Regions from separate parts of the Mus musculus genome. Here all the other regions are linked to region 2. The links are chromatin contacts, called in public ChIA-PET and Hi-C maps. All regions are on one chromosome and are shown on one strand. The core of a region is the stretch at or near the end of the contact, and the rest is flanking DNA. Distances in the headings are between cores, read along the strand shown.

What was found. A called contact is a pair of places that touch in the nucleus more often than the background predicts. ChIA-PET counts read pairs in DNA pulled down with a chosen protein or histone mark.
Region 1: an RNA polymerase II ChIA-PET map of memory CD8 T cells shows a contact between it and region 2, with 10 read pairs. The contact joins the promoter of Inafm2 here to the promoter of Rad51 in region 2. A contact is called at or near these places in 2 of 115 datasets of contacts at active chromatin or transcription factors (fetal liver and memory CD8 T cells).
Region 3: a contact with region 2 is called in a Hi-C map of cortical neurons, with 2.6 times the contacts expected there. The contact joins the enhancer-like site here to the promoter of Rad51 in region 2. A contact is called at or near these places in 3 of 39 promoter capture datasets (the C10 cell line, liver and pre-B cells), 1 of 484 Hi-C or Micro-C datasets (cortical neurons) and 3 of 115 datasets of contacts at active chromatin or transcription factors (embryonic stem cells and pro-B cells).

What each region holds. Positions count from the first base shown.
Region 1 is chr2:118,744,197-118,747,172 of GRCm38.p6, reverse strand. It overlaps Inafm2 (InaF motif containing 2), which reads right to left and starts at 1,415. Exons shown (of 1, transcript NM_001301269.1): 1 at 1-1,415. The coding sequence starts at 1,058. The coding sequence ends at 600.
Region 2 is chr2:119,111,492-119,114,549 of GRCm38.p6, reverse strand. Rad51 (RAD51 recombinase) reads right to left here and starts at 1,736. Exons shown (of 10, transcript NM_011234.5): 1 at 1,516-1,736.
Region 3 is chr2:118,627,550-118,630,775 of GRCm38.p6, reverse strand. Bub1b (BUB1B, mitotic checkpoint serine/threonine kinase) reads right to left here. Exons shown (of 23, transcript NM_009773.3): 15 at 611-873. Among named protein-coding and RNA genes, the nearest start is that of Bub1b, 31 kb to the right of the region's middle. Within about 2 kb of position 1,300, at least 7 of the 459 cell types and tissues checked have an H3K27ac peak or open chromatin away from gene starts, as enhancers often do. A contact at or near this core is called in cortical neurons, where this site is marked.

The DNA.
Region 1 (2,976 bases), core at 166-2,665, 370 kb after region 2:
CAGTAGCTACCCAGGCTGTGGGGAGATACATAGAGTTCTATGTGATTATAGCGTCTAGTGCATATGTCAACAACTATATACAGGGATCTATAAATTAAACGCATGTCTGGCCACTGCAACTAGGTTGACGTACCTGAGCTCCGCTACTTTTGGTGCTCTCTTCTTTGGGAGAGCCTCGGCTTATTTAAAAAAAAAAAAAAAAAAGAGCCCCTACACAACTCCCTACCTTCCCCTGAGTCTTGGGGAGGGGGCGCCCGAGTCACCCCCTGCGTTTAGGAAACACCAGAGCTAGCAGCGCTGAAGGGCTGGGTGCTAGGCTCTCTCCACCCTCCCCCCCAGTTCCCCTTATGGCTCAGGGCCCTGGCGCAGCACGGTGCTGGGAAGATCAAACCCCGAGTCCCCGGCGAATCGTGGTCCCTTGGCTGAAGATCCGGTTGTGCATTACCGGCTCCCGGGGCAAACTGGCGATCGCTGAGGTGTGTGGGGGCGTACGCTCGCGTAGGGGTCACTCCGGCGGGCTCCGGAGCCGGTCCTGCTGCAAAGTCCTGCTTGGGGGCTTAGGGGACGATGATTCCCGACCGTCCCCAACGCGGAGAGATTCAACGACTCCGGGGCTCTTCGGCCGCTTCCTCTTCGTCCTCGTCCAGCCCCCGCGGCCGTTCGAGCGGCCCAGCCAGGGGGCTGTCTGCAGCGGGCTCCGGGGGCGCCGGCCTCGCCGCCTGCAGCGGGGGTGCGTCGCGTGGCGCCTCGCGGCGGGACGACCCGGTGGTGTTGGGCCCCGCCGCCACCCCCGAAGTCCCAGACGGGCCGGTGGTGTTGGAGCCGCTGGGGGGCGGGCCGACGGCTCCCCCCGAGGTCCCGGCACCCACCGGCTGCCAGATGAGACTGTAGTAGACGGCCAGTACGATGGCGGCCAGCGACACGGAGAGCACGTAGGCGAACACCGTGGCTAGCCGGACCCACTTCTTGTTGGTCTTGGCCGCCATCTTCGCCTTCTTGTCCCCGGTGTAGGTGGCCGGCTTGCCCCGCTCGGCCGGGGCCGCGTCGCGCTCCTTCATGGGGGGGCCCCGGCCTTTGCCCCGGTGCTCCACGGCCCCGGCTGGAGGGGGCCTGGCGGCCTGCGAGGACTGGGCAGGGGGCGTCTCGGCGCCCTGGCTTCCCGGCGGCCCCGCGCTCCGCCGCTGCTCCTCACGCCGCCCGCCCGCAGCCCGCCACCGCGTCGCTGCCGCCGCCGGGGCCTGGGCCCGTCACCGCCGCCAGCGCCGCCGCCGCCGCCGGCCCGCCAGCTGCTTCCCGGCCGCCGCCACAGCCACAGCCGCCCGACTCCGCGTCCCCATCCGCTGCCGCTGCCGCCGCCTGCCCGGCCGCCGGCCGCCTGGTCTCCAGTGGCCGCGCGGACCGCGCGCTCCGGCTCTAGCCCGGCTCCCCCGCGGGGCGCGCCGGTGCAGGGGGCGGGGCCGCGCGCTGCCGGGGGGCTGCCCCTTAAAAGGGCGATGTAGGGGCCCGGAAGTGCCGCGCTGGGAGGCGGCTGCGGCGGGGAATCGTGGGCCCCGTGGGGGACGCCCAGTTAAGAGAGAGTTAAGGGAGGCTGGGCCTTAAAGGGGCGACAGGAGCTTCTTTAAAGGGGGAAAGGCACTTTGCGGGAGGGAGTGCGGAACCGGGAGGTGGCAGGGAGGGGCAGGCTCCGTAGAAAGCTGTCAACTCAGGCGTCTCCTCACATGGCCCAGGCTAGGAGATGGTAGGTGGGAGAACTAACCAGGCCCACCTACACCGGGTCTCCGAAGTGGAGCTAACACTAAGCTTGTGCTCTCGGGTAGCTCTAGAATAGTGAGGGGATAGTGTCCCAGATCCCTTCACCCCAAAGAGCCTGGTTCGGGTCTGGGAACCTGGCGCCCGCACACCGCAGTCAGTCTCGCTTCCTTTTTTCTGTTGGTCTGGACTCCGAGACCACTCGAATCTTGCCTGATTGGGTCCTCTTAGGACCCTTGAGTCAGACTACTGTGAGCCACAGGGACAAGAGCCAAAGGTTGAGTTTGTTTCTTAGGCTGACCTGCCAGCATAATCTCAAATCCCACAACAGGTCTCAGGTCCTACTTTCTGGTCTTCTGACTTTCAGGACTGGTCTCGAATTGTACCCAAGGGGCTGCACTGAACTGGTGGAGGACATCTCCCAGCGTTTTCATTCTTTGATTCTCTTCAACCCCAGGATGTAGAGAACTGTCTTTTCCCATTGAGGCTTGTTCCTTCCAGGCTTCAGCCTTTTTGCTCTTAGGGCCCTTTGGATGCCGGCCACCCCTCTGCACGCAGGGACTCTTAGTACCACCCTTTCTATACTTTCACCCTCTTCCCCTTTGCTTGTTTCATCCCTATTTCCTCTTTGTAATTCACCGCGATTGATTTCTGGGTGCCTCTTGCTTGACTCTCCCTGTGTTCCCAAAACTGTCTTTGTGAGCAGCCTGGATGTCTCAGTGGATTAGAGAACTATGAGTCTGAGTAGGAGAAAGGTCTGTGGTCCTGATGTAGTTGGGGTGGGGCGTGGCCTCTGCGAGGGCCCCACTGACTTCTAACCTCTTGGGCAGGACTCCCTCTGCCCTTTCCACTTCTCCCTTTCCTTTGACTTTGACTTTCCTTATCCAAGCCCTTCCCCAAATTTTCCATCCCATGGAAGCGCTACCAGAATGCAGTGTACTAGTGGGCTTCGAACCACAAGTTTCTAATCTGGTCCTGGTTGGAGGCTCAGGTGGGGCTGTGTCTCTAGCAATGGGCCACCCAATACTATTTCAAGGAGCCTTTTGTTTGTTTGTTTTTTGTTTGTTTGGTTGGTTGGTTTGGTTTTTCGAGACAGGATTTCTCTGTGTAGCCCTGGCTGTCCTGGAACTCACTCTGTAGACCAGGCTGGCCTCGGACTCCGAAATCCACCTGCCTCTGCCTCCCAAGTGTGGGATTAAAGGCATGCGCCACCACTGCCTGGCAAAC
Region 2 (3,058 bases), core at 487-2,986:
ATATGGAACAAACATCCAATACCACTGACATATTTACATGAAATTTAAAAACAGGCGAAGATGAGCTGGGGAAGCTGAGTCAGGATGGGGAGTTCAAGGTCAGTTTTTGCTAAAATGCAAGATCCTTGATCAAAAAAAAAAAAAACAAAACCAAAAATATGGCCGGCACAGTGGTACTCTCCTGTAGTCCCAGCACCTACAAGGCAGAGACAGTAGGATCCCGAGTTCCAAACTAGCTTCTGGGTTACAAAATCAGATCCTGCCTAAATAATGCCTTTTAAAGGTAGGCCACCTTAGTGAACAGTTTTAGAAATCACTGTTCAGCCATCAGGGTGAGGGGGAAATACTAAAACCAGGAAGGATAACAAGAGGTTTATAGCATGGTAACAGCAGTCTATTAGTGATTACATAGATACATTCTTTTTTTGTTGTCTTGTTTTTGAAAGATTTTATTTTATGTATATGAGTACACTGCAGTTGTACTGATGGCTGTGAGCCACCATGTGGTTGCTGGGATTTGAACTTGGGACCTTCAAAAGAGCAGTCAGTGCTCTTAACCACTGAGCCCTCTCTCTAGCCCCCAATATATTCACTTTGTATTCACTCACGTATACACTTGTATTTTATACATCTTTGTATTTTATACTTCATTTTATTTTTATTTCTTGGAAGTTCCTTTTAGATTTCTTTTTTGTTCATGAGAATTTTGCCTGCATACATGTGTGCGTACCACAAGCATGCCTGGTATCTGAGGTCAGAAGGCGGCACTGGATCCCCTGGAACTGGAGTTATGGTTGGTTGTAAGCCACCATGTGGGTACAGGAGCTGAACTCAGTTCCTTGGGAAGAGCAGCAAGTGCTCTTAACAGCAGAGCCACCTTCCAGCCCCTGTTCTTCACTTTTCCTTTTCTGAGACAGCTCTTCCATTTGTGGCTCAGGATGGTCTTGAAACTGTCATCCTCCTGCCTCTCCCAAGTGCTACGATTATATAGGTGAGTCATCTAGCCAAGATTCTCTTTAGAAATTTGTTTTATTTCTCGGTCTTTGCTACTCTTTTGCTTACGCAATCTTTGAACTCTGGGGCCTTCTACTTCAGTCTCCAGAGAGACCAGCCACTACCCTCATTTTAAAGTAACCAAGAATCTGTTAGCCCTGGCCCTACTACGTAACAGCTGTGAGCACTTTTCTCTGATCTCAGCTTCCTGCGTCCGGACCACAGAAGTGAACCTGAAAGTTTGTAAATCCCAGCATTGGGAGACTAAGGGTAGCAGTTCGAGCCCTGCCCAGCCTAGGTCGTGACCTCGGGTCTCAAAACAAATGCTTGAAGTACAGGTCGGTTTTCTCCACAACGAATTCAGTGGGTCAGTTAGCGTCGGTCGGTTGGTCGCCCTGCTCCGCCTTTCTCCGGTTTCTCAGCGTAGAGGGGACCCACAAAGCTGGCTACGGGAGCACTGGCCTGAGCCGGCTCAAGAAGCCGAGCGGCCATGGAAGGGGTGCGCCGGCGCCGCACACTCACCTGTCCCGCGGCCACGGGCCGCTCGCTCCTCCGGGCAGCCGGCTCTGCACACACCACACTCCCCCCACTTCACCCGGCTCGAACGCGCTTCGTTGCTCCTCTGTCAGGTTTTCTACGAAAAATTTCAGTCTTCCTGGCCACACCTGTGGGAGCGCCTCGGCTTTGCCCAGGCGCGGATCTGCGCACGGCGCGCGACTTTCGGAAATCCCGCCAAATCCTCACGCTCCTATCGCTGCAACGTCATCACGCCTTTCTCCGACCCGCCTCATACCTACTTCCGCTTCTGCTGCGAACCTGACGGACATGCCGGACGGCTTTGAAGCCGAGTGATTTCGTAGGGTCACTCTTCCCTTCCTTTATGATTGTTCTGATCCGGCCTTTCTGGTTACCCGACTGAGGACTACAAGTCTGCAAAGACGATGTGATCAGCCCAGGACTACATAACCCAGAATGCACTGCTGCGGAAGCACCTCTGCAAAACTTCTTGCACAGCGGATGTGGACTTCGGTCAGAAAGGCTTTGGCCAGTTCTGGCAGAGTGTGGATCTTTGGTAGTTGGGATGGTATGCTTTGGAACCAGGTGTTCTCTTGGTCTCTGTGGGCGGCAGAGATGAAGAAGCTGGAATAAAGATAAAACCTGCGAATGGAGCCAGCGATTAGAAAACCAGTGTGGGAATCAGCGAGGTGGAAAAAAAAAACCTTTTAATTGGGCGGGGGTTGGGACCGGTGGATATAATCTAAATATATACATTCATAAAACTACCAAAAACTAAAGCGAAATAACTCACTCTCTAGTGTTTTTTTTCTTCTCTCGCTTTGTAGTGGTTACTCCAGAAAAGTAGGAGCAAAATTGAATAAAGTAAAGGTTTGTGGAGTTTGCCAGGAACTTCGTATGTTTCTTGTTATACATCTAGGTGTTTTCAGACAAGATCTCATACTCCTTGAACTCTTTTTTTTTTTTTTTTTTTTTTTTTTTTGGTTTCGAGACAGGGTTTCTCTGTGTAGCCTTGGCTGTCTGGACTCACTTTGTAGACCAGGCTGGCCTCGAACTCAGAAATCCGCCTGCCTCTGCCTCCCAAGTGCTGGCGTGTGCCACCACCGCCCGGCTCCTTAACTCTATGCCAAGAATGACAATCCTTCTCCCACCTTTGTTTCCTGTACTGCTGGAACATTACTATGTTCTGTGTTGGGGATTGAATCCTGGATTGTATGCATGCCACACAAGCACTTCAACAACGTAGCTGCATGCTTAGCTGAAAATTACTTATATTTAATGAGTACACTGTAGCTGTCTTCAGACATCCAGAGGGCATCAGATTCCATTTACAGATGGTTGTGATTCCATTTACAGATGGTTGTGAGCCACCATGTGGTTACTGGGAACTGGACTCAGTGCTCCTAACTGCTGAGCCATCTCTTCAGCCCTAGGTAATTTTTTTTTTAAGATTTATTTATTATATGTAAGTACCCTGTAGCTGTCTTCAGACACTCCAGAAGAGGGCATCAGATTTCGTTACGGATGGTTGTGAGCCACCATGTGGTTG
Region 3 (3,226 bases), core at 51-2,550, 480 kb after region 2:
TCCCTGGAAATAGAGTTCAGAGGGTTGGGAGGTACCACTGTAGGTGCTAAGAACTGAGCCCGGGACCTCCACCAGAGCAGCCAATGCTTTTAGCCACTAGCTATCTGTTTAGAGTCCAACTTTATACATTTTTAAATTATAAATTTTATACTGAACTCATCTTGTAATAGAATTTATTTTTATTGGTCTCATTTTTTCCCAAATAAGAAACAGATTAAACCTGTTTTAGATTTAGTTACTCTATGTATGTAAGCATTCTGCTCACAACTTTGTGCACCATGCATGTGTCTGTACATGTGGAGGTCAGAAAGGCCAATGGATACCCTAGAACACAGAGTTGAGAGTTATCACGTGGGTGTTGGAAATCAAACCCAGGTCCTCTACAAGAAAGTGCCCTTACCTGCTGAGCCATTTCCTTCGTTACCTGAGTCTCATAACCAGCACAATTTACTTCTTCTAATCCTCAAATCCAAACCAATCAGTAACCTTCACCGACTGTGTCCCCGGGTCAGACTTACTCCCTGATTGAGCATCTGATGGACAGTAAGAGCCGATACCTGGCCACTGCAATTGACAAGCACACAGACCAAGAGAGAAACACTCCAGTCACCTCAGTTTCTTTATGATGAGGGCCTGGTGATGAACAGTGTGATGAGCCTCGGCGGCCTTCCCATCCAGATCCTCTTCCTGCAACAGTCCCTCGGGATCAGCAGCGATGCCCTTCGAGGACAGTATCTCATGGAAAGGAGTAGATGCCAAACGAGCTGCTCTAGCAAAGTCACAAGTGTCCTCAGGGTTGGGACAGAGAGTGACGTTCCTGAAACCAGTGATGATGGCGTCTTCACTCAGAGGCTCAAGTTCTGTGAGTTCATCCTAAAGTAGCCAAACACACTTTAGCTGCAACAGTTCAACAAACGCGGTACAACACACACATATGCACGCACGCACACATTTTTTTTTTAAACTTAAGACATCAGATCATTGACATGAGATTTAGAAATAACAAACCAGGACCTCAAGTTGAAGACAATTTAAAAAGCACAGGACAGAATTGAGGAAAATGATTTTGTTAACAAAGAAAACTATACTTCATCAAAAAATATACTGGAGGGGGTGTGTGGCTCAACACATAGAAAGGCAGCTTACTGTCCTCTTCCAGACAATTTCAAGCCTTCACTGAGGAGCTGAACCCAGAACCTCCCTGAAGGCCCATCCTCCCTGGCTAGGCCGTCCACCGCACACTGGGCGGTATTCTCCAGAACACAACATGTACTGCTTGCTCTCTTCAATCGCTGTGCTCTCCATAGCAACCGGGGAACTGGCGGAATCAGAATAACTTTCCCAAATTATTTAAAACAAAGGGGAACATAATGTGTGGATTCCTTCTCTGGAAATTCAAATCTCATAAAACTGGAGTAGAGCCTGTGTGTCTTCCTTCAGTCATAAAAGTCTCCTAGGCTCTTCTGAGTCATTAGAAATTCTACATTTTTGGATATAAAATAGCATTGCCATTCACATCTGTCTAGCTATAAAATCCTGTGTACTTTATCAGAAAATATTTATCAAGAAGGTAAATAAAAAGAGAACTCTATTAACAAGTCACTGTCTTCAGCGACTTAGCTCTTTTCCTTGGTTGTGGAGGAAGAAATGCAGTTGTTGTAGCTTCTCATACCCCCACCAGCCACCCCCCTTCACCCTCCAGCAATGCCTGGGGCTCGTCTGCACAGACTTTTCCTTCCCAAAGTATCAGTAAAGCACCACCATGCCACACAGTGCCTTGGGTCTTTTTACCGTATTTGAATGCCTATATCCTGTCTTTCTACCCTGGGTGTTACTAAATCTCTACTGGTAAAGAACATGAGGGGCGTGAGCCAGCTCAGTGAGTAAAGCCACTCACAGCTGCCCTCATACACACGCAAGCACACCCCACACATAAACACAAAACATGAAAAATTAAAAAAAAAAAAAAAAGAACAGAAAGAAAAAATGGTCTATATCCATTGCTACCCAGGCATTTTACATGTATGTCGGGAAAAAAATAATTGCAAGTATGAAAAGACTGTCAAATTAGTGACACCCCCCCTCCCCCGCCCTTTAAGACTTTTAGATATGGGAGGCTGGAGAGATGGCTCAGTGGTTAAGGATACTGGCTGCTCTTCTAGAGGTCCTGAGTTCAATTCCCAGCAACCACATGGTGGCTCACAACCATCTGTAATGGGATCAGAGGCCCTCTTCTGGTGTGTCTGAAGACAGCTACAGAGTACTCATATGCATAAAATAAATAAACAATTCTTAAAAAAAAAGACTGAGATATAATTCATCACTTCACAGTGTGGTGTGCACCTCAGGGTTCTAGTGTGTTCACGCCAGTGTGCTCTTTTGGTAGAAAGCAAGCAAGCACAATGCACTCCAGCGCCTTGCGGTCGTCCTCTCCGTAATTCCCAACTGCACTGCTTTATTATGGACACTTCGTGCAAATGGAAAAATATTTCCTGTAAGTTTCTTTCTATCACACCAGACCCACACATTTCACTTTATCTTTCTGAGAGGAGAAAATGATATTACCTGTAGCAGGCAAGGAGAGCACGGGAGTCACTTCCAAAGCAGTACTCTGCAGACACATGACTTCACTTACTGACCGTGAGGGTCGACCATGCTGTAATGCAGGTCAGTCTATCATTCGTTCCTTGGAATCGTCAAGTGATAGGCCACTGTGCTAATACGTATTTGATTTATGCATTAGTTGATCACATCTAGGTTCCTCTCTCTACCATGAGTAATATTTCCATATTAACTGTGTATTAGTTTAGCTACCATGGGTATGTCATGGATGAGATATGCTGTGGCTTTTAGTAACTACATTTAACTAGTAAAAATTTTTTTCCAAGACAGGGATTCTCTGCATTGCCCTAGCTGTCCAGGAACTTGCTTTGTAGGCCAGACTGGCCTTGAACTCAGAGATCCACCTGCTTCTGCCTCAGCACTGGGATTAAAGGTGTGCACCACCACCGCCAGTCTAGTAATTATTTTATGCTTTTATTTTCTGTGCATGGATGTTTCGCCTACATGTATGTTAGCATGAGTGCAGTACCCATGAGAGCCACAACAGGGCTGTGGGCAGTTTGTAGGCTGCCAACTAGGGCTGGGAATCAAACCCAGGTTGGTCCTCTGGGAGAGCAAGTGCTCTTAAGGGCCCCTAGCTTTAACATTTTAAAGAATGACCAGT